2 separate regions of the Mus musculus genome follow, and region 2 is linked to region 1. A link is a contact called in public HiChIP or PLAC-seq data. All regions are on one chromosome and are shown on one strand. The core of a region is the stretch at or near the end of the contact, and the rest is flanking DNA. Distances in the headings are between cores, read along the strand shown. Region 1 has its middle 75 kb from the start of Mal2. Region 2 has its middle 42 kb from the start of Ccn3.

What was found. HiChIP or PLAC-seq counts read pairs in DNA pulled down with a chosen protein or histone mark.
Region 2: a contact with region 1 is called in a FOXA1 HiChIP or PLAC-seq map of pancreatic cancer cells. The contact joins two enhancer-like sites. A contact is called at or near these places in 11 of 484 Hi-C or Micro-C datasets (the AML12 cell line, the C2C12 cell line, adipose-derived mesenchymal stem cells and 7 more) and 1 of 115 datasets of contacts at active chromatin or transcription factors (pancreatic cancer cells).

The regions. Positions count from the first base shown.
Region 1 is chr15:54,492,988-54,499,168 of GRCm38.p6, reverse strand. No RefSeq gene overlaps it. Among named protein-coding and RNA genes, the nearest start is that of Mal2, 75 kb to the left of the region's middle. Within about 2 kb of position 2,443, at least 29 of the 459 cell types and tissues checked have an H3K27ac peak or open chromatin away from gene starts, as enhancers often do. A contact at or near this core is called in pancreatic cancer cells, where this site is marked.
Region 2 is chr15:54,784,549-54,790,729 of GRCm38.p6, reverse strand. No RefSeq gene overlaps it. Among named protein-coding and RNA genes, the nearest start is that of Ccn3, 42 kb to the right of the region's middle. Within about 2 kb of position 3,334, at least 9 of the 459 cell types and tissues checked have an H3K27ac peak or open chromatin away from gene starts, as enhancers often do. A contact at or near this core is called in pancreatic cancer cells, where this site is marked.

The sequences.
Region 1 (6,181 bases), core at 1,194-3,693:
GAAATAAGTTATGTATAAAAGTTCCCCATTTTAGAAACTGGAAAACGAACATTTCAAATAACATGTAAATAAAAGAAAGAAAATAAAAGGTGTGAGAAATAAATTTTGAATGGAATGATAAAATCATGGCATAAAAATAATGTGCTGTGGGTAAAACAGGATTCATTGTGAAATGTATCACACCAAATGCTTAACATTACAAGAGAAATGACCAAATCATTTATGTTTCAATAGCTTGCATCTAGATAAAATTAAACCAAAGAAAGGAGAAAATAAATAAATAAATAAATAAATAAGATAAAGATAACAACAACAGAAAAAATCAACAAAGTCAAAAGTTAAAGATCTCTGAGGATTTTGGGTACAGGTCAGAGTGGGAATAGGTACTTGCTGTATAGTCATGAGGGAAAAGAATGCAAATGAAAAAGGCCAGATAAAACAGTAACAAGACTGCTCTAAAGGAGGGAAAGAAGAAATGCAGAGAGACAAACAGACACCAGCACACAGAAACATAAATACTGATATTCAGTAAGGATGCAGGGCTCTTATTGTGTATCTTCCAGATAAGGAAGGATAAGGAAATATATTAAAGAATAATTTTCTAGCCCATTTGAAAATTTACACTAGACAAATTTCTAAAAAACAGCATATTAAAATGATAACAGAACATAACATATAGATCTTATTCATGGAATGTATTAAATATTCAAAAAATCTATTTTTAAAATAAAGAATGTCCAGGCCCATTTGGTGAGAGATTGTCTGATTCTATTAGACATTTAGGGAGAAAGTATCACCATGCTACAAAAATTCCTCCACAGAAGCAAAGAAATGGCTGGAAAGTTGAGTCAGAAGTTAAGGGCATTTGTTGTTTTTGCAGATGATCTGGGCTTGATTCCCAGCACACCACAGATAACAACTGTCTGTAACTTCAGTTTTAGGACATCTGTCACATTCATCTTCTGACCTTGGATGGCAAAAGACATGCACATGGTAGTGTACATGCACACATGCATCAAAACACTCATTACATAAAATAACAACATGGATTTTATACCTTGTTTTGTGAAGCTAACGCATGTACAATACACACACACACACACACACACACACACACACACACACACACACTGATTCATAAAAGTAGCACTTATCATTTAAAGATGGAAATACTTGATTCTAATTAATATATTTGATCATGTAATGTATTGCTTTCTCTTAACATAGGGACCAGAAAAAGGTGTCTGTTTTCAATACTTGCACCCCTGTTGTATTGGAAACTATAGCCCAAGCACTGAAGATAGAAATCAGGCCACAGAGATTAGGAAAGAAGGTACAAAATTTTATTTACAAATTTTAGAGTATATAGAAAGTAGAAGGGATGTGCAGCCTTAGAAATACTAACAAATACATTCAGCAGGAACCCGAGGGAGGCAAGAGGCACAGAAGATACAAATCTGGAGCAACAGACAATTGCAAAATATAATTTATAAGATAATATGATCTAAAATAAATTCAAAATCAAGTATCTTGAAAAGGATCAACAAATGTTTATTTTATTTGTTTATGTATATATAATTTATGCTTACTTGCAGGTATTCAAATAATATTTTATTGAAGAAAAAACAAATTTTATTGGACTGGAGAGATGTTTCAGTTGTTATGAATACTTGCTCTTGCAGAGGACTGGGTTTCAGTTTCCAGCATCTATACAGTGGCCCACAGTCATCTGCAACTCTGGTTTCTGAGGATCCAGTGATCTCTTCCAGTTTCTGTGCTCATCATGAATACATGTGGTGTACAGACATATACACAGGCAAACAAACCATATGCATAAAAAGTAAATCATACAGAAATCCATGAAAATAAAAATAATGTAGTAAGCCAGAAGAGTAAAGAATGATTTAGATAAATCAAGCCTTAGTCTAAGGAAGCAAGACAATGCCGGCCGACAGTATCAGTGATTTCCTACGTCGATTTCCTATTGTGATTTTTCGACCCTCTGAATTTCTCCCACTCATTGTATGCCCGCTCACCCTTGGATATGTTCCTTCCAGTGTCCCAAGCTAGAACTTCCAATGTCATCCACTCTGAACTTCACTCCTGTGTCTTTGCTCTTTTAGGGTACCAGGGTACCAACAGTTCCCCTTGTTTTCCTCTTCATTACTGTAACCTTTACCTAACCTGTGCCAGGTTGAGGTCACCTGTAGAACTGTGACCAAAAAAAGTTATCTAAGGGCCTCTCATAGTAGCCCATAACCTGTAGTCAATAACCTGCCTTGCTTCTCTGCTCTCATCTTGACCTTCACTGTGTTTGCCTTTGGGCCCACTGCCAAAGGTACTTTATCAAATGCAAGTTGGCTTTTAGTAGGATAAAGAGCTATGAGAGTTTGTGGGCACTAGTCAGACCACACTTCAGATGACACTCTGCGTGCAGTGTGTAACCTTGGGCATTCTACTAGCTTCTATTTCCTCATGTGTGCAATGAGGAAATCATAACCCTGAATATCAGGTGCTTGGGAACTTGAGTGACTCAGTAAAAGTTGTCTGACTTGTTTGGGGACCTCCACTAACTGTATTAATTATTTTACATAAGCATATATAAGCAAATATACAGACATATACTCTTCTATGTATTATGTATAATGGTTAAATATAACTCTTTCCTCAAGTTGGCATACAAAGCTATAGTCTTCATTGATTGTTAGTGTTTTATGTGTGTTTGTGGGGTTCTACATACCATGGTGTGCATGGTAGTTAGAGGCCAGCTTTTAGGAGTCAGTTGTTTTCTTCTGCCACTCTTTGAAGAAATGAGTCCTCAGGCTCCTCCTGTAAATGTTTTTACCTTCCTATCCTCTAACCTGCCAGCTGCCAGCTCTTCAGATTTAAAGAGTTATTTAGCTTATATGACAGTTGTCTTTGGGCCTTCATGTTCTGTAAAAGAAAGTCAGAGTTTGTTTTTATAAAAGGCTCTGGGAAGGGCCAACACCTTGCCCTTTTTCTGAGACAGGACCTTTTATTTACCACCTGCTTTCCCTGAAGTCTTCACCATATCTAAAATCTTTGTATAAGTTACTGTGGCTTTCTGTGGTTTGTTTGATGAGTTACAGTTTTTTTTTTTGTTTTTTTTTTTTTTTTTTTGTTTTTTTGTAATCCAGTGCAACACATAGAGAAAACATGAAGTCTGAAAAAAATCAACCATACGTGAAATGTCCAATCGTCTCTGTGCTGTAGAACCACGCCCAGCCAAACCCTTTCCCCTGTGACTGGCGGTGTCTGTCTCCTAACTTCTGAGTGATTCATACTGATATAAATGTAACAAGTTCTGGCCAGGAATGTTCCCTCTTGTTCTCCCCCTCTCTTTCTCTCTTTCCCCTCTCCTCCCTTTCCCCTCCCCTCCCCTTCCCTTCTTTTTTCTTCCTTTCTTATTTATTTATCTATTTATTTATAATTTATTTTTTACACTCCATATTCTATTCCCGTTCCCCCATCCACCCTCCCACACCTACATCCCACACCTCCTCCCACCACACCCTGTCTCCACGTGGATGCCCCCACCACACCTGGCTTCTAAACTCCCTGGGGTCTCCATTCTCTTGTCTCCTCCCCTTCCTTCTCCCTCTCCCAGTCCATCTCCTTCCCCTTCTCCCTCCCCTCCCCTTCCTCTTCCCTCCCTTCTTCCTTTCTTCTCTCTCTCTCTCTCTCTCTCTCTCTCTCCCTCCCTCTCTCTCTCTCTCTCTCTCTCTCTCTCTCTCTCTCTCTTCTTCCTCTACTCCTCTTTCTTCCCTCTCACCTTCCCTTTCTCTCTCACACCTTTTCCATCTTTCTCTCCCTTTCCCCCTTTCTCTGCCTCCTCTTCCATTTTTTTTATTTCTCATCTTCCCTCTTCCCCTCTTCTGATAAGCTGTTCAAACTGCAAAGATAACATCACTTTCCACTGATATCATAGTATCTATAGAACCAAATGATTTTCTCACCTGTAAATTGATGGGAAGTATAACAGGTGTGTGACTTAATACATGCAAGGTATGAAACTCTGAGCTACATTAGATTTTAAATGCCTTTGGCCTATGCCAAGGAAGTTGTTTGAACCCATAGATTCTAGTGGGAAGAAGGTAGGTCATTGGAAGGTATTCTGTTGAAGAGGATTTGGGGAATCTGCTCCTCCTTCTGTCTTTTGCTTCTTGCTATAATGAGGTGAGCCACTTGTTCTCACCACCAGGAGCCACATGCTTCCTGACATATGTGCTGCTTTGCAAAAGCACTGACCCACAGGGTCTACCAACGCTGGATCAAGACCATCAAACTGTTAGTCAAACTAGACCTTTTCTCTGGAGTTATATTAGCTATTTTTTTGCAGTTATAGTAAACAAGAGGATAACACAGTTACCCACCATAAGATTAGTCAGTAACTGCGAATATATAGCACTAGTACTCTATGGAACTGCAAATAGAGCACTGAAATGGACATGTATACATATACTGATATGACTGTTTTGTTTGTGCACATAATGTAAAATGTAGAAAACATGCCAAAGGCTGAAAGTTAATCTCCTTTGTTGTAGTTTTAATCTCCTTTGCATTCAACAGTGTACATTTTAAAATAAATGATTGAAAAGGTTGTAAACTGCTTCACTTGTTCAATTTTCTTCCATTTTATACCACTGAGATGGCAATTGTGTGCCAGACACTTTTTGATGGCATTTGTCACACAGGACAAATAGTTTTGCTAATACAGATATGTGAGGCTTAGATGCTGACAGAATCAGGTCTGGTGACACAGGCCTGGAATCATCTCAGATACTCACAAGACTGAGAGAGAAGGACTGCGAGGTCAAAGTCTGACATGGCTACACAGGGAGTTCAAGGCTGCCTCCCACAACTTAATTACCTTAAAATAATTGCCAGATGAGAAGAATATCAATCTGTTTTCTAAATCCCTAACTATGTGCCCATGGATGATTAGTGATGTTCTCAGCCCTAGCCACAGAGAGAAGCTGCTGCTGCCCAGCTTCTGCTCCTCCTCCTCCTCCTCCTCTTCCTCTTCTACTTCCTCCTTCTTTACCATTTCCTCTTCTTCCTCTTCCTCCAGTGGACACAGGTTAATGTAGAGATTCACAAATGATCTCAATACAGTGAATAAGAGACTGTGGCATGTTCAGCACAAATGAGACATCTATATCACACCCACCACCCCAAAGGTCAGGGAACCATTTGGAAACTGAGGCAGACAGATTATAAGAGCCACAGGTCAGGGAAGAGTGTCTTGTATGTTTGGACATGGCATGGCCTTTGCAATCATAAACCCACAGCAGCTCACTTTGACTGCAGTAGACACATACAACATCAAGCCACTCAGCATTCCAGCATGAGCATGTGTGTGTGTGTGTGTGTGTGTGTGTGTGTGTGTGTGTGTGTGTATACACAAAGCTCCACCTTTAACTGAGGAGCTTTTGGTAGTTGACAGCTGATGGGGGAGGAAGAGTCATTTCTCTCCAGATGTGTGGTTATTGGTTTGTAGCCCACACTATTTTTAGGTTTACAACCATGCACAGATAGCACTAATTTGGACTCTGTATTATACTTTAAAAAGGAGGGGGCATGAAGTTGTAGGAAGAGTTGCAGATAGGAGTAAGGAGTGGATATGGCCAAAATGTATATATGTATGAGCTTTTCAAAGAATAAATTTTAACAAAGAGGGGTGAGGGTATAGCTCAATAGAGTCCTTGTCTAACCTATGCAAGACTATCACTTCAATTCTCAATGAAGGGGCCAACACACTAGATTAAAGTTTTTCATTAATGTTATACTTGGGGAAAGAGATGGTACTTCATGACAGCGTGCATTCATTGGCTACATTAGAAACTCATTGGTTTATGAGTTTCTAGACAAGGAATAAAATAAATTACTTAAGGATTTATTTTGATAACAGCCTCTCAAGTTGAAAAAATCCCAATTAAACATTAAGCACTTCTCTTACTCCTGTCCGTAAGCAGGGTGCCATGCTGTACGTGTGGAGGTCAGAGAGCAGTTTGCAGGAGTGAGGTCTCCCTGACTACTACATAGATCTCTGGGAGTCAAATCCGGATCCTCAGGCTTGGCAGCATAAGTCTTCATGCACTGAGCCATCTCACTGTGGGCCAGCTTTAAGCACTTCTTATGTGTATTACTTAATTATTAT
Region 2 (6,181 bases), core at 2,085-4,584, 290 kb before region 1:
AGGCAAACCCCAAAGGCTGAGACTGGGGAACCATGGTTCACAGGGTGTCTTAGTCAGTGTTTTAACTGTGACAAAACACCATGACCAAAAAGCAAGTTGGGGAGGAAAGGGTTTATTTGCCTTACACTTCCAGATCATAGTTCATCACTGGAGGAAGTCAGGACAGGAACTCACTCAGGGCTGGAATCTGGAGGCAGGAGCTGATGCGGTGGTCGTGGAGGGGTGCTGCTTACTGGCTTGCTTCCCGTGGCTTGCTCAGCTGCCATTTTCTAAAACCCAGGACTACCAGCCCAGGAATGGCACCACCCTCAATGGTGCCCCATTGATCACTAATTGAGAAAATGCCTTCCAGTTGGACCCAACTGTGGTTCCTTTCTCTGTGATGACTCTAGCTCGTGTCAAGCACACACACACACACACACACACACACACACACACAGAGGCACATACACACACACAAAGGGCTGCTATTTACAATTAGGCAAATGGAGTCTATGGCAAGTTGATTTCTGCCTTTTGTAATCAAAGAATATTGAGATATTAGTATTTTTCTCAGTGATGAAGTCAATAAATGTGATGGCAGGATTGATCAGAGACCACTTAGAACTCACACCGGTAACAGTGGTAACAGTAACTGTGCTTTTTGGCAGCTATTAGCCATTCTGTAAAGGAAGAGAACAAAGAACCTGATGACTTGGTCAATGGCTGACTCAATTGTTGTCATCACAGCTTCTTTTTTGAGTCTGGTCTTCACATAGATCAGGAGCCTTTAGGCTGACTTTATGCTAATGGAATTTGAGACCATTAAAACACTCAACTTTGATTATACATCCTGCCCTCTAACCTAATTCAAGTGGAATGTGGGTACCTTCATGGAGCTTTTTATAAAAGGTGAGGCACCCAGAGGCTGGTGAAGGGCTCATCCTTATAAGGATGGCATGCTGGAGAGTGCATGCGTTAAGGTTGCACGCACACTGAGAGAGTGAAGAACGAATCTTGCTACTAAGTGGAATGACCCAGGACAGAGTCAGAACAAGGATGCTACTTCAACATGGTAGGAAACCATGGGATGTTGGACTCAAAAGACTTGAGATCATAAAAGTCCTGGGGGAAAAAAGGAGAGAAATGGTTTCACCCTAAGGGACTCTCAAGAACCTTCATAACTAAACACAAAAGATACCTTTTGGGGTCAAGACTATTGTTAGATATAGGGTAAAAGTTAGTGGAAATTTGATGCTCGTCATACATGTCTGCATCCTGCTTTTGATGACTGCATGGCACTTCTGTAGGAGAATGCCCCTGCTACTAGGATTCCACACTCAGCATGTGGTTGAGGCATCATGCCTACACTGACTTCAATTGAGCTGTTAAAAGTCTTTACTGTAGCAGACGATATGGGTCCTTGGGTAAAGCACCCATTCTGACAACCTGAATTCCATCCCCAGGACCCACTTTGTGGAAGAACAAAACCAAAAAATTCCAAGTTTTTCTCTGACCTCAACACACATAATGTGGCACATGTATACACACTGACACACAGACACAAGCAAACACACACACACATACACATACACACACACAGAGTTCAGAGTTTAAAAACTGAATTCAGGAGAGATAAAATTAATGAAGACAGTTCAAGTTAAAACGAGGATGAAATTGCAAAACTCAGTAAACCAATTGAATCCCGAGGAAAGCCTTGCTGGTCCAATAGACTAGGACGAATAGAAAATAGAATAGAATACCAGGACTTGAAGACAGAGTAGAGGAAGAGTACCACTCAATCACAGAATATTAAAACATACAAAAGGATCATGTAAGAACTTTGAGATACCATGAGAAGATCAAATTAATTAATTTTGATCATAGAACAAAGAAAGGAATAACAGGTCTATTATATGGACCATATCTTCAACTGAATAATAGAAGAAATCCTCCCCAAATTAAGGAAAACATACCCAATAGAGGAAGCACACAGAGTAGCAAATAGGAGCAGAATGAAAACTCCCCCTGGTGTATTGTGGTTAAAACAATAAAGGCATAGAACAAAGAATGGGTATTGAAAATTGAAAGATAGCTGGGCGGTGGTGGCTCACTCCTTTGATCCCAGCTCTCGGGAGGCAGGCAGAGGTTGATGGATCTCTGTGAGTTTGAGGCCAGCCTGGTCTACAGAGTGAGTTCCAGGACAGCCAGGATTACACAGAGAAACTCTTTCCTGACACTGCTTTCCACCCCAAAAAAACTGAAAGAGAAAAACCACAAGTTACATATAAAGGAAAATCTATCAGAATAACAAATGACTTCTCAATGGGAAAAAAGTGTGCTGTATGTGTGTGTGTTGTATATGTGTGGGATGAGGGTGGTGTGTGTGTGTCTGTGGTGTGTATGTGTGTGGTGTGTTATACATGTGTAGGATGTGTGTTGTGTGAGATATGTGGTGTGTGTGTGTGTTTGTTTGTGTGTGTGTGCGTGTATTTAATGGCACTGGGAATTGAAACTATTCCCTTGTACATCCTAGACAAATGCTCTACTGCTAAGTCTCATTTCCAATTTATGGTTTAATGAACCATGATCTTATTATATAACTCAGATAAACCTTCAATTTGTTGTACAATCCAGGCTGTCCTTAAGCTTTCAATCCTCCTGCCCACTCCAAGTGATGAGATTACAGGTGTACTGGCCAGTTTCATGTCAACTTGACACAGCTGGAGTATCACAGAGAAAGGCACTTCAGTTGGGGAAATGCCTCCATGAGATCCAACTGTAAGGCATTTTCTCAATTAGTGATCAAGGGGGAAAGGGCCCTTGTGGGTGGGACCATCTCTGGGCTGGTAGTCTTGGTTCTATAAGAGAGCAGGCTGAGCAAGTCAGGAGAAGCAAGCCAGTAAAGAACATCCCTCCATGGCTTCTGCATCAGCTCCTGCTTTCTGACCTTCTTGAGTTCCAGTCCTGACTTCCTTTGGTGATGAACAGTAGCATGGAAGTGTAAGTCAAATAAACCCCTTCCTCCCCAACTTGCTTCTTGGTCATGATGTTTGTGCAGGAATAGAAACCCTGACTAAGACAACAGGTGTACATCCTATCTCCCTGCTAGGAAAGCACTTTAAAAAAAAAAAAAACCCACATATTTGTCAATCTCATCTCCGGAGAATCTTGATGGATACCCTGGGGGCTGATCCTGAATGATGTTACATTATTTCCAGGAGAGTTTGCTGTGAGAGTCCAGAAGGGGTGGGGGAATACAGGCCCCAGATTCTGGTGGGAAAGTGGGATGCATACTGGAACAAAGAAGTTGTCAATTAGAGCTGAGTATGCAGACCACACCCATTCACATTCTATCACTGAGTCAGGGAAACCACAAGCCACACTTCATGCAGGCCTGTGGAGAACTCTCCTGGTGGCATGAATAGTATCAGTTCTTTTACTAGGAGACTAAGATCCAGAAGGCTTATAGGCATGCATTTTCCAGATTAGGGATATGTCTTCTACCTTAGCTCAGATTCCGTTGCCCCATCAGGTTCATGTCCTTTTTACTCCCTTAGTCGTTCTTGCTCATGATGCAAGGAAAGGTTGGATGGTCAAACTAATTTTCACATCTCCTCTCCAGTGTTTCCCTTCTCATCTAATTTACTCTGTCAATGGCTTGGAAGCCTCCAAGAGCCTTGTTTGGGGCTGGATGTGCAGGGAGGGTGATAGTAGGTTGCACTTCAATGAACCCTGTAGATGACCTTGCCCGGGCTCATTTCAGGATCAGCTTACCTGTTTCTTTGGGGAACACAGCCATCTTTGTCTTCAAGTGGTTCCAAGCAGAGGGGAGAAGTAGCTTGAATTTGAGAGCAAGCCCTTGAAGGGCGCCATGAGTTCTGATCATTTATTAGTGCTTTACTACTGCAAATTAATCTCAAATCTACACGGGGGCCAGAAGTAGCCGGAGGTGTAGGAATGGCTTCCCCCACCCTTGCTTGACTGGAAAGTTAGAACATTTCCCACTTTCGGTGCTCAGAGCATTGGGGTTAATTGGGGTGATTTGCTTATTTTCAAAGCTTAACAGATGATTGCCTGTTCTGGCACCCTTTCCTGATCAAGGTAGTGCTGTTTTATTTGTGTCCTGTAAGTTTTATAAATAGTCCTCTCTAAGTTCATTTCTCACTTCATAATCTCTTTGAAAAGAAGCTTTTTTTTTTGAGGTGGAATTCACATATGATAAACTCACCTTAAAAGCAGAGACTTTATGAGAGTCTATGAATGTAAACACCCATGTAGCCTTCACCTCCATTCAGACATGGAATATTCCAGTATTCCAGGACACCCTCCTCCCCCTGTCCCTTTGCTCTAGTCTCTCCCTGTTCGGGGACACCACAAGTAAATTGTTTCAATCCTGGTTTTGCCCATCTAGCAGTTTGTATAACTAGAAACATACGCTATGCCCTCTTTCCTGTCAGGCTCCCCGTGCTTAGCGTAATTTCGAAAAACTGTCCATGTTTTTTTGCGTCTGTCAGTCTTTCACTACTGTCTTCTCCCATCTTAGCATCATTTATTGACTTATAAGTATACATAATTTGCATTTCAAACATTTTATTTTGAAACAGCTTAGACTTACAGAAAAGATGTAAACGGTCAAGTAGAACTTCTTACTGTACTTTATTACCTGTATGTTTTAATGGGGCATTCTCTCATTGGGACTAAGCTCACTGGCTGGTGGAGAACATCACAGAGGCGCAGAGACATGATGTCCAGGGTGAGGAATTTCCATGTGTTTATGCCAAATTTGAGCCACTTGTTTACATAATGCCTGGTAGATTTTTTTTTTTTTTGGTAAGGATTTTCTATCTTCAAATTTTATCTTTGTATCAAGTCTAGATCACACTCAAGGTAAGGATGGTGAAACTCTGCCTCTGGATGGAGAAATATTGAAGAGTTTTCGACACATTATATTGATTGCATGGTCAGTAAGATAATGTGAGGCTGTGCCAACAAGCCCAATGATTCTCATATTTGTCAATTGACTTCTGAAATGAGTATTCTAATGACTTTTGTTTTCTCTTTTTCATTTATTAGAGTTCTGTGAGAAAGCATTTTCTATTTCTTCCAACTTATCCATTCATTTGTTTATCTGACTTCAGTCCTGGCTGTTTATAATTTTTTATTGGATATTTTCTTTATTTACATTTCAAATGTTACCCCCTTTCCTGGTTTTCCCCATGCCCCGGAAACCCCCTATTCTATTCCCCCTTCCCTTGCTTCTATTACGGTGCTCCCCCACCCACCCACCCACTCCTGCTTCCCTGCCCTCCCATTCCCCTACACTGGGGCATCAAGCCTTCACAGGACCAAGTTCCTCTCCTCTCATTGATGCCTGACAAGGCCATCCTCTGCTACATTTGTGGCTGGAGCCACGGGTCACTCCATGTGTACTCTTTGGTTGATGGTTTAGTCCCTGGAAACAATGCGGAGCAGGTCTGGTTTGTTGATATTGTTTGTTCTTCCTATGGAGTTGCAAACTGTTTCAGTCCCTTCAGTCCTTTCTCTAACTCCTCCATTGGGGACCCCGTGCTCAGTCCAATGGTTTGCTCAGTCCAATGGTTGGGTGCGAACATCTGAGCATCCGCCTCTGTACTTGTCAGGCTCTGGCAGAGACTCTCAGGAGACAGCTATATCAGACTCCAGTTAGCAAGCACTTCACAGCATCCTCAACAGTATGTGGGTTTGATGACTATGTATGGGATAGATCCCCACGTGGGGCAGTCTCTGAATGGCCGTTCCTTCAGTCTCTGCTCCACATTTTGTCTCCATATTTCTTCCTGTGAGTATTTTGTTCCCCCTTCTAAGAAGCACTGAAGCACCCATACTTTGGTCTTCCTTCTTGAGCTTCATATGGTCTGTGAGTTGTAGTTTGGGTATTCTGAAATTTTGGGCTAATATCCACCTATCAGTGAGTGCATACCACTTGTTTTTTTGTGACTGAGTTACCTCACTCAGGATGATAGTTTCAAGTTCTATCCATTTGCCTACGAATTTCATGAAGTCATTGTTTTTAATAGCTGAGTAGTACTCCATTGTGTAAATGTATCTACCACATTTTCTGTGTCCATTCCTCTGTTGAGGGACATCTGGGCTGTTTACAGCTTCTGGCTATTACAAATGTGGTTGCTATGAACATAGTGGAGCATGTGTTCTTATTACA